3 separate regions of the Ovis aries genome follow, and regions 2 and 3 are each linked to region 1. The links are chromatin contacts, called in public Hi-C maps. All regions are on one chromosome and are shown on one strand. The core of a region is the stretch at or near the end of the contact, and the rest is flanking DNA. Distances in the headings are between cores, read along the strand shown. Region 1 holds the start of LOC101118606 (cytochrome c oxidase assembly factor 1 homolog). Region 2 holds the start of STK17A (serine/threonine kinase 17a). Region 3 holds the start of GCK (glucokinase).

Region 1 (3,681 bases), core at 403-2,902:
CTTATAGGAATATAAAATGGTGCAGCTGCTTTAAAAAAAAAAAAAAGAAGTCTGGTAGTTATTCAAAATGTTAAATGTAGAATTACCGTTATGACCCAGGAATCCTACTCTTACGTACACAGCCAAGAGAAATGAAATCATTATGCTTCCACAAAAAACCGTGTACACCAATGTTCATAGCAGCATTATTTAGGATAACCAAAACAACTGAAATACCCATCAACAGGACCAATGGATAAATAACTGGTGGTATATCCACACAGTGAAACAATATTCAGCAATAAAAAGAAATGAAGTACTGATACACTTCAACACGTTAAGCGAAAGAAGACCACATGGTTTATAATTTTATCAGCCTATTCTAGAATTGTCCAGAATTGACAAATATATTTATATATTCAGCAGATTAGTACTTCCTTAGAGCTAAAAGTGGGGTAAGGAGGAACTCAAGGGAGACTGCTAATGGGTACAAGGTGTCTTTAAAAATGGTTTAAAACTGTGGTTGTCGGATGTACAACTTTGTGAACGCACTAAAAAGCAATGTGTGTTTTAAAATTCCATGGTGTGTGAACTATATCTCAATCAAGCTGTTATTTTTCAAAAGGACTGCAGGTTGGGCTTTTTCTCCCCAATTTTAACTCCATTTTCCCCTCAGTTCCTAAAACAGTGTCTGGCAATAACCACGAATTCACTAAATTCTGACTGAATGGAAAAGTAAATTTGCAAACGTGGGTAAACCATTATAATTAGCCAAAGAGATGAAATTACTGCAGGATGGCATGACAGGGGCATAGAGCATGTATGTGTAGGTGTGTTTCCCATGAACAGGAGATGAGACTGAAAAATTCAGCAGAAACAAGACTTTGAAGTGTCTTCAATCCAGCCAAAGGAATTTGTACTATCCTGAATCAAATGGGAAGGCCAGTAAGGTTTTAAGTAGAGGATTAACAGTCAGATCTGTGTTTTAAATGTGTAAGTTCAAGTAGAGAGTTGCTTATATCCAAAGGTGAAGGTGAGCAATGCCCCTCAGGTAAGAATAAAGAGGAATAAGGGGAAGAGGCCAGGAAAAGCAGCAAAATATAATACTTGTGCGTTTTTTGAATTACAGCCCTTTCCACACACGCACAGACTGACAAACATGCATACGCACGCTTATACGAACACCCGAAAATCACTTAAACGCTGAAAATCACTTCTATGGTCAGCCCCCTTATGGAGCTCAGCTGTGATAGAAACGAATGATCAGGACCACCGAGCCACAGTAATCTTTTATACAATCATCTAGGCAGGGTCTCTCTCAAACTGTTGTAACCTGGGACCACCGACAAAGTGCAGTTCCACCTCTTCACAAATGTGCTCCTGGAAATGCTCACCAAGGACCACGGGGCAAGGTCACGATTAGCCCACCAGGGGTCACCCAATCAGGCAGCTCCAGGAGGTGGCGACCCAGCAAGGAGGTGGCCCCTGACGTGCTGCCCTAGCAACAGTCCGCCCCTCGCGCAAAAGCGGTCTCCAGAACGACGGGAACAAATGCTTCTGGAGTAGGACTGACCCGACTCTTTTTTCCCGCGTGGACGCTAACCTGTTAGGCGTAGAAACACCTAGCCGCAGAGAGCATGACGGCCCCTTCCGGAAGTGGAGCGTGTGGGAGTGGGTGGGGCAAACGCCGGCGGGTGGACACGCCCCGCGGGGAGCAGTCGAGACTTCCGACGTCATCTCCTCTAGGGGCTAGAGCAGTCAGGTTTGAATGAATGATTTCATATCAGGGCGCCAAAGCGACGGCATCTCAGGCTGAAATTGGTTCCGCTCCCCGGCTTCTCAGAAGCTTGTCGAGCGCGAGTAGGGCATTTGTGTTCTCAAAGCTCAGCTTTCTGTTTTGTGCACGCCATTAGCCCCCAACATACTGTCAGTCCATCAGCGGTTGCCTAGAAAATTTAAAACCACTGGTTCCTATTGCTCCTCGCAGGGATCTGGCGCTTCGATTCACCTCCAAGGATGCGAAACCACGAGCCATCTGAGCATCGCTCTGGCATTGAAGTCCATCTTGCCGATTCGACTGAGGAACTTAACGCTAATTTCTTTTATTCATTAAATATTTATTAAATTCTTACTGTGCTCCAGGGAATGGATTGTTAAGAAAAAATGTAATGCATTAGTACTAGTAATTACTTAATAAAGCGATCAGACTCGTCTGGCAGTATGTAAGTGTTCAATAAATGCTAGTTATTATTATTTTCATCTTGATTATTCCACTGTCATCATCGCTACTATTAACGTCACCCTTTACTTTAATGACAAGCTTGAAGTTCAAGTGTTACCTACCACCCAGGCCCTTGGATTCTTTAATCAAAAGAAACTGATAGAGGCCAGAGAGAAACAGAGCAAACCATACGGAAAAGAGAATTAGTAAGCTCGAAGACAGAAACCTAGAAATGATACAAATAGAAGAGAAAATTAATATTAAAAAGAGAGAAGAAAAAAAGAAAATGGGGACATTTTGACACAGCTACTTTGAGAAAACAATTGAGCAGGCCATTACATCGTATCATAAAAGTTAAGTGTAAACTAGACAATATTTACCTCAAAGATTAATAAAATTAGCATTAGGTAGGTTGGAATGAGGAGAAGGCAATGGCACCCCACTCCAGTACTCTTGCCTGGAAAATCCTATGGACGGAGGAGCCTGGAAGGCTGCAGTCGATGGGGTCGCTAAGAGTCGGACACCACTGAGCGATTTCACTTTCACCTTTCACTTTCATGCACTGGAGAAGGAAATTGCAACCCACTCCAGTGTTCATGCCTGGAGAATCCCAGGGACGGGGGAGCCTGGTGGGCTACCGTCTATGGGGTCGCACAGAGTTGCACATGACTGAAGTGACTTAGCAGCAGCAAGTTAGAATGAATGTCTTTTCTTACTTATCTTACATACTGTCATCATGAAATTGAGTCCTGACTAGTTTGTTTACAAGAAATTTTACAGTAAAACTTTCAGTTTTAAACCTGGAAAATTCCTTTGTAATCTTTACCAAAATATCATCTTTAATCCAAAGTCTATGCTTCCTCTATATGTTTTTTTAATGGGAAATTGCATGGATCTACTATAGTTTTATATATAAAACTTGTATCTGTTATAAAAAATTGTACCTGCTCAAATATGTTGGTTGTTGAAAATGGGGACATTTTATAATGATAACGAGGTTAGATCATCAAGAAAATTTAACAATTCTAAACTTGTATGCTTTTGAACTGTGGTGTTGGAGAAGACTCTTGAGAGTCCCTTGGACTGTAAGGAGATCCAACCAGTCCATCCTGAAGGAAATCAGTCCTGAATATTCATTGGAAGGACTGATGTTGAAGCTGAAACTCCAATACTTTGGCCACCTGATGAGAAAAACTGACCCATTGGAAAAGACCCTAGTGCTGGGAAAGATTGAAGGCAGGAGGAGAAGGGGACGACAGAGGATGAGATGGCAGGATGGCATCACCAACTCAATGGACATGAGTTTGAGTAGGCTCCGGGAGTTGGTGATGGACAGGGAGGCCTGAGGTGCTGCAGTCCATGGGGTCACAAAGAGTCAGACATGACTGAGTGACTGAACTGAACTGAAACATGTATACAACATATATCAGAGGTTTGATATATGTGAAATAAAAACTCCAAGGAGAATTAGAAAAAACAAC
Region 2 (3,592 bases), core at 479-2,978, 150 kb before region 1:
CTGTGCTGAAATTCTCTATCTTATAATTTAATTTCTTGAAGATATTAAACACAATTATTTAAAATGTCTTTAAAATTCATTATCTGCATCTTCTTCCTGTTTATTACTTTTTCTATTTTCTATCTTTTTCTCTCAGTTTCTAAGATAATTCTTCTTGTGTGCCCCCCTTTTAAATTAAGTGCCCGACATTGTGTATGAAATATTGTAGAGATAATGTTGACCTTGGATGATGGTGTTTTCCTCCAGAGGGGATTTTCTATTGCGTTTTGAAGCTGTTCTTCAGTCCTTGAGAGAGCTTGTCTATTTCCCTTTACCAGTACTCCTAAGATGTAGCACTTTGGGGTGCCAACTACAAGTCTAGAGTGTCTACCAGCTCCTTCTTCTTAGCAGATCCCTAAACTCCAGTTTTTTGTCTCTCCAGCCTGATGAGACACCTAAAAGCCCTGCTTATTTTCTCACCCTTTCAGTCATTGCTTTGGAATTATCAAATGCTTCATGGGAAAGGGGTGCCATTCTGGGATGCCCTTCTTGTCTGGATCTCAGTGATTCAAGTTCTTGCTGCTTTTGAAACTCTCTGATGTTTCAAGTAGAGGACTATCTGATTTGGAAAAATTTGCCAACTTTCTCAGTGAGAGTATTGATCACACATAGACTAACTCATCATTGCCAGAAGCAAAACTCTGAGGAATGACATGATCTAATTTAGATTTTTTAAAAGATCACTCTGGTGGCCTCAAAAATAAGTGATGTGGAATTGAGGAGGAAGAGGGATGGTAGCAGATAGCCTAGTTAGGGAGCTATCACAATAATCCAGACAAAAGAGAATGGTAGTTGTGGTCATGGGGAAATGGAGAGGAGTGATCAGATTCTGGATATGTTTTGAAGGTAAAGCCAAGAGGATTTCTTACAAAATGGATGAGGGGTATGAGAGAAAGAGAGGAGTCAATGTTGACCCCAAGGTCTTTGGCTTGAACCACTGGAAGGATGGAAATAGCATTTACTGAGGTGGGGAAACTTGGTGGGACTGAATTTATGAAGGATGATCAGGAGATGACTTCTGCTGGTTAAATTTGAAATGCTAATTTGTTATCCAACTGGTGATGCCAAGTGTATACTTCAATATATGAGTGTGAAGTTCAGAGAATGGTTGGAAACTAGAGATAAAAATTTTGTAGTCGTGAGCATACGGATGTAATTAAAACCTCAAGACCGGATGAGAGCACCTTGAAAGTTAAATATAGAGAAGACTGTAGGGCTGGTATGCGGGTTTAAAAATATTTATCCATCTCTTGCCTTCATGTCCTCCTCTCAGTGTGGGAATGTACCAGATGCCCCAGGCAACTTCCACGTGCTGTACAGCAGCCCTGATCAGCCCTGATCATCACCTCTCCTGACCCGCCCAAGGGAAGGGATCGTGAAGCTCTGGCTGGTAGCTCCTACGCATTTTCATTAATGTAGGGCTCAGATTTGCAACACTCAGATGCTTAGCAGGTGCGTAACTGGCTGACGCAGCGGGTCCTCCAGTCAGAAGGGTGGTGCTGTGAGTCGCCTGCAGATTGTCGGGGCCGGCTGCCGGGCCCCCCGCCAGGCTGCACCTTCTCCCCCTCAGCTGCAGAGGGCGCGCGCGAGGCACGCGGCCCTCAGGAACCCACTGGAGCTCCCCGGGGGGCAGGGGAGAGGCGGGGCCGGACGTGGGGCGGAGCCAGGCGGCCTGGAGGCAGCCGGCCGCAGTCTGTGCGCAGCTCCGGGCAGAGCGGGTGGCATCCTCGCGCCGGCTCGGGGCAGCTGGAGGCGGGGCCGTTACCCGCCGGGAGCTCCGAGCGAGCCGGGTGGCAGGCAAGAAAAGCACGCCCGAGCGCCATGATTCCTCTCGAGAAGCCGGGCAGCGGCGGCTCTTCCCCGGCCGCCGCCTCCGGCTCGGGTCGGGCTGGCCGGGGTCTGGGCACGCCGCGCCGGCCGCCGCCCCCGACCCAGGCCCGCGGGCTGCTGACGGAGATCCGCACCGCTGTGCGCACCGAGCCCTTTCAGGACGCCTACACCCTGACCCCGGGCCGGGAGTTGGGCAGGTGAGGCCGGCGGGCGCGCGCAGATAAGTGCGGGAGGCCGGCCGGCGCGGGGGCAGATAGCGCGTCGGGACCGGGTACAGACGTGGGTGCGGGCGGCGATTAGGGCGGCGGGGCCCCCCGGCCACGAGTCCACGCGCGGCTTCCTCCAAAGCCGTGGTAGCGGCCATGAGAAAGGCTGCCGCCAGAAGCTAGACCCCTTCCTCTTTTTGCTGTGGGCGTTTCAGCCTCTGTGGTCCCCTGTACGGTAACTTAACGAGGTGGCGTGGGAACCACGCTGCAAATCTTTCCCCGCGGCAGCGAGTCTGAAGTCAGCACAGGTGTGGAGTCAGCTTTGGTCTTGCCTGCGAACTTGTGGGTTCCTGCTTCTCTCTCTGTGGCTGTGATAGAGGAGCGCAGAACCCCGAGCGTAACAGCTTCTTGCGCACCAGCCCTGGGCCAGTTTCCGTCAACCGCTTTCTGCTGACTTCAGTTGCGATTTCTTGGGTTTGTGCTGTTTGCGTTCTGAAATATTTAGGTCCGTGTGCTTTAAGTTCAGATCGGTTTCACTTGTGGACTCTGGGCCCTTCCTTGTCTGACTCTTTCTACGCAGTGATACAGCCCTTGCCTTTTCTTCCCCATCTCGTTGTTGTTTTGTAGGGGTAGGGAGAGCTTAGAATTTGGTCTGTTTTTAAAATCGCAAAAGGTGAAGGCTGTTGGGATACTTTACGTCTTGTACGTTGAAGAGGGGTCACAGTGTGATAGGTTTTGTTGTTTAGTCGTAAATCATGTCCGACTCTTTTGTGACCCCATGGACTGTAGCCCACCAGGCTCCTCTTGTCCATGAGATTTCCCAGGCAAGAAAAGTGGAGTGGGGTATTGCCATTTCCTTCTGCAGGGGATCTTCCCGACCAGGGATTGAACCAGCATCTCCGTGCAAGCGGATTTTCCTTTCTTTCTTTCTTTTTTATTGCTGACCGACGGGGGAACAGTAGAGGTTTGGGGACCGACTTTTTCTCTGAGAACAGTTTGAAGAAATTGTCAGAAGCACTGGCTTTGGGGTCAGACCCGAGCTCAGATCCCCACTCTGCTTGCTCTGTGTGCCTTTGGACGGTGACTTAGTCTCCCCAGCTTCACGTTTCCCACCCATAATATCAATATAGTGACAGTACCTCCCTCATGGGGGTGTTGAGAAGGTGCAGGGGCTGTATAGGCCAAACCACTGGTCCTGGCACACAGCATTTGATAAGTGTTAGCAGGTGCTGCAGACATCTATCAAGTTGGCAAAATCTCACCATGTAATGGGGAATGGGCCTGACAGTTATAACAGTCTTCATTTGAGGGTCTTGGAAAAAAGTCTTATAACAGTGATTACAACGTTAAAAACAAGCCGCCTTACGAATATTACGGTAACCTTTAGAAATCGTTTTTTGGCAAAGAAACTGACCTTAAAAGTGTCTTATTTATTCCACATGGGAAAAGGAAAAACGTCTTCCAGGGCCAAGCTTTACTTCCCTCTGCTAGGCACTAATTAACTGGATCTTTGTGCA
Region 3 (3,523 bases), core at 851-3,350, 230 kb after region 1:
CCATGTATGAAGCTGCTGAAAATGGTACTGAGGCCACACACTCCTACAAATTATAGAGGAAGACCCCAGGTGATCTGAGATGTCAGCATAGGCAAGAGGCACCAGGGAAACAGAAAGAGCAAAATCAGCCACACTTGAGGTCCCTCCAATGCGACCAGAATGCTCTTCTTCTGGGAGCCTGCAGTGGATACAGCCCCAGCCGACCTGCTGGGGACAATTTTGAAATTGCTTACTGCTCCAGGCCAAATGGCTTGTGGTGGGAATAGCATTTCCCAGGGGTGCAGGGCTGGACCTGGGCAGGCCTGGCAGCAAAACCTCAGACCCTTAGGAAGGCTCTGAAACCAAGCTGAAGCTTCCCGGCTCCCAGACAAGAGGTGGGCCCTCTGGGCAGCCGGGACAGACAGGAGGGGTGTGCACATCGCCAGCAGCCCCCACCTCCCTCATCTGGCCCTGGCAGCTTGCTGACTGGCGCTGTAAGGGCAGCCAGCACAGGCCTGAGACAAGCGAACAAATCAGCAGTACTTGGGCCCTCTTTCTTTGGAAAGTCAGCATTTTGCTCATCAGAATTTTTTGCACTGATTTTTGATTCTTTAAAATTTGCATTAAAATATTTATCTTGATGATTGATGTTTCTTGTGCCCCCTTAAAGCATGGGCCAGAGGAGGGACCTCCCTCTCCTCTTGGCCCTGACAAGGCTGTCAGTGACCCACATCCCCCCACCACTCTGGAGCACCCCAACGCATGTGGGGTTTACCATGGGGAGCATTGTGTCCCTGAGACAAATAAGAAAGGGGCATGGGCCTGCCCCTGTCTGATGTGGTGGACTCCCCAGAGCAGGCCACATGCCCCACCTCTCACTGCCACCATGCCAACTCTCTGCTCGTGCTGAAGACCCCATCTCCCTTCTCTCCAGCTGGCCCCCTGGCCCCTCCACACAGGATTTCTCATCCAAACTCCGGCCAGAGCCCCAGTGACCAGCAGATACAGGCTTCCCGCTGCCTGCAGCTTGTGGGCGCCCTGACCCGGGCTGGTTGTTTTTCTCCTAACATCATTAGCTCTGCCAGGAGCAGAACCAGTCCAGTGTTTATGCTGACCTCGTCATTTCACAGAAGAAGGAAAAGAAAAGACATGTGAGGGGGAAACCATGCCAAAGGCACTGGATCCGGGCCCTCTCCCCCATTTCCCCCGCCCCGCCTGGCTGAGGGGAGCAGGCGGGCGCTCCCCTCCGCCCTGTCACCAGTTCTGGATCCTTTCCTCACTGCTTGGGCACAGAGCTGGCTCACAGGATGTCTGGATTTTTCTTTGTTTTGGAAAAAGTAACTGCTCTCCACTTCTTACCAGGAGCAACGGTTCTTAGGCTTAAGTGATTCTTGTGGGGAGGTATGGACATCTGAGAGCTCTCACGATGTCTGTTGAGTCTTGCTAGGTAGTTGGTTCTGCCACTAAGACCCCACATCCCCCCACCCCCCCTCCCCAGCTGGGGTTTTAAATTCACCAGACCCTCTACCCAACAGGGTTCACTTCCCAGGCCTCCTGGCAGTGGTGACTCCCAGGTCACAGGGCTGGACTCTAGAGCAGCAGGAAGAGGACTCAGCATGCCCAACCCAGTCAATGCCCCACAATTCACTCCCAGCAGATTGTCCCTAAAGCGCCTGCGCATACACTCAGCTACGGAGGCACAAACACTTGGTCAAGTTAAACAAACCACTGACTGCGAGAAGATGGAAGAAATTCTTCTAGAAAACTGAATGTGGCAGAGAGCTACCTTTTCCTTCTTGGCGATCTCCATCCTGGCTCTGTCATCCAGCATTTGTACCGCAGCCAGCCCAGGGGAGCTGGGACCCCTCAGCGTTCCTCGACAGGCTTCCAAGGCAGAAATATGCCCAGCCTTCTCCCAACCAAGGGTCACGGCTGGCCCAGGTATCTGGTTGAGTATGGTCCACCTTCTGGCTGGTTTCCGGCTTGATGTTCAATCACAGAGTTTCCTCCTTTTCATTGTTCTCCAGCTTTCTCTCCTGGGTCACAGTCGGGATCTTTCCCCACTGAGGCCTTGTCAGGCTAGGTATGGTCGGGAGAGGGCCATTGCTGGGCTCCCAGGGCTGGTCAGCTTTCCCTTCGGGCTGTGCTGAGCTGTGACGGCGCGGTGCTCTCTAAACAGACTCAGCAGAAAAGGTCCTCCTTCCTCCGGTGTCTGGGGGACAGCCTTTGAGTCATGAGGTTGCAGACGACTGTGCGTCCCTCGCACACCAACCTGCTTCCCCGAGGCTCAGTCACCGCCCAACACTTCCTGCTCCGACCAGGTGTGGAGTGGGGAATTCTCCTGCCAGGGCGTCCTGCGCTCCTGCGAGGGCCCACGCTGCCATGGCAACCGGGAGCAGGCCTCTGTGCTCAGGCCCTCCGGCCTCTGCAGGGCTGACCGTCCTGTCATTAGAGCTGCCATGCAGAAAACCGGGGCTGATGGCAAAAGGCCTCCATCTCGACATCACCATAGCGACAGCCCGATCGCCTTATCGCTGCAGGCTTTGCCACCTGTCCAGTTCCCAGGGGAGACTCAGAGGGTCTTCCACACTCATGTCCTAAGGGGGAGAGGCCCCCAGGGCCTGGGGACCAGAGGGGAGGGGACGAGTGGCTTAGCCACTGGCATGGCCACACGTGCTCAGACCACTCTCAAGCTTAGTCACTGCCTTCCCTGACTACCATCTGGAAATCTGAGCTCCACTAGCATCCAGCAGAGGGAGCAAGGAGGAGTGGCCAGGGAGAACTCTCCAGATGGATCCACTGGAACATCTTTAAGCCACTTTTGTACTGATGGTCATCTGGGCAGTTTCAGTTTTTCTCCATTGCAAATCTTGGTCTTTTACCAGAGTCAACACATGCATGTGATTTTTCTGGATGGTTCCTAGAGGCTGAATTGCTAGGTCAGATGCTGGGCACATTTTAGGATTGCTCGCAGAGGACTACATTACCCCCTCAAATGGCTTCACAATTAATCTTTCCAGTCATTGGGAGTTTGGTTCCATGCTGGCCAATCCATGAGCTGATGAATCTTTATAACTTTTACTTATCTGTTATGTTTCATTATCATTTGAATTGCAAAGTGCTGGACACCTTTTCATATGTTTACAGTTATCTGTATTTCTTTTTCTAAGGATGATTTGTTTTTATTACTTAACTATTTTGTTATTAAATTGTCTTCTACTTTTCAGTTTGTATTAACTAGTTTTATATTCCATCCATAGTTACTAATAATCCTTTGTTTGTTAAATATGCTATAATACCTGTCCCCCATTTATTGCTAAGCATATGGCTTGATCACTGATGTCTTTCATCACATAATATTTATTTTTTATGAATTTCATTCTTTGCTTTCTTTTGTGAAGCTCTTGTCTTATTAAGAAAAGCATTTTCCACCCAAATTAGAAAAATGTTGTTCCACGTTTCCTTCTAATATTTTCCCAATTTGTTAATGTTCAGCATTTTTTGTCCCTCTAATTAATGCATAATTTGAGGGTAGGAGTCTAAT

Evidence for each region. Hi-C and Micro-C count contacts between places; a contact is called where the count stands out from the background.
Region 2: a contact with region 1 is called in a Hi-C map of hypothalamus, with 8 times the contacts expected there. The contact joins the promoter of STK17A here to the promoter of LOC101118606 in region 1. A contact is called at or near these places in 15 of 16 Hi-C or Micro-C datasets (blood, hypothalamus, liver and 7 more).
Region 3: a Hi-C map of skin fibroblasts shows a contact between it and region 1, with 1.9 times the contacts expected there. The contact joins the promoter of GCK here to the promoter of LOC101118606 in region 1. A contact is called at or near these places in 2 of 16 Hi-C or Micro-C datasets (blood and skin fibroblasts).

The regions. Positions count from the first base shown.
Region 1 is chr4:79,021,751-79,025,431 of ARS-UI_Ramb_v3.0, reverse strand. LOC101118606 (cytochrome c oxidase assembly factor 1 homolog) reads right to left here and starts at 1,652. Exons shown (of 6, transcript XM_060414798.1): 1 at 1,553-1,652.
Region 2 is chr4:79,168,146-79,171,737 of ARS-UI_Ramb_v3.0, reverse strand. STK17A (serine/threonine kinase 17a) reads left to right here and starts at 1,728. Exons shown (of 7, transcript XM_027968745.2): 1 at 1,728-2,066. The coding sequence starts at 1,861.
Region 3 is chr4:78,787,702-78,791,224 of ARS-UI_Ramb_v3.0, reverse strand. It overlaps GCK (glucokinase), which reads right to left and starts at 2,100. Exons shown (of 10, transcript NM_001287471.1): 1 at 1,766-2,100. The coding sequence starts at 1,810.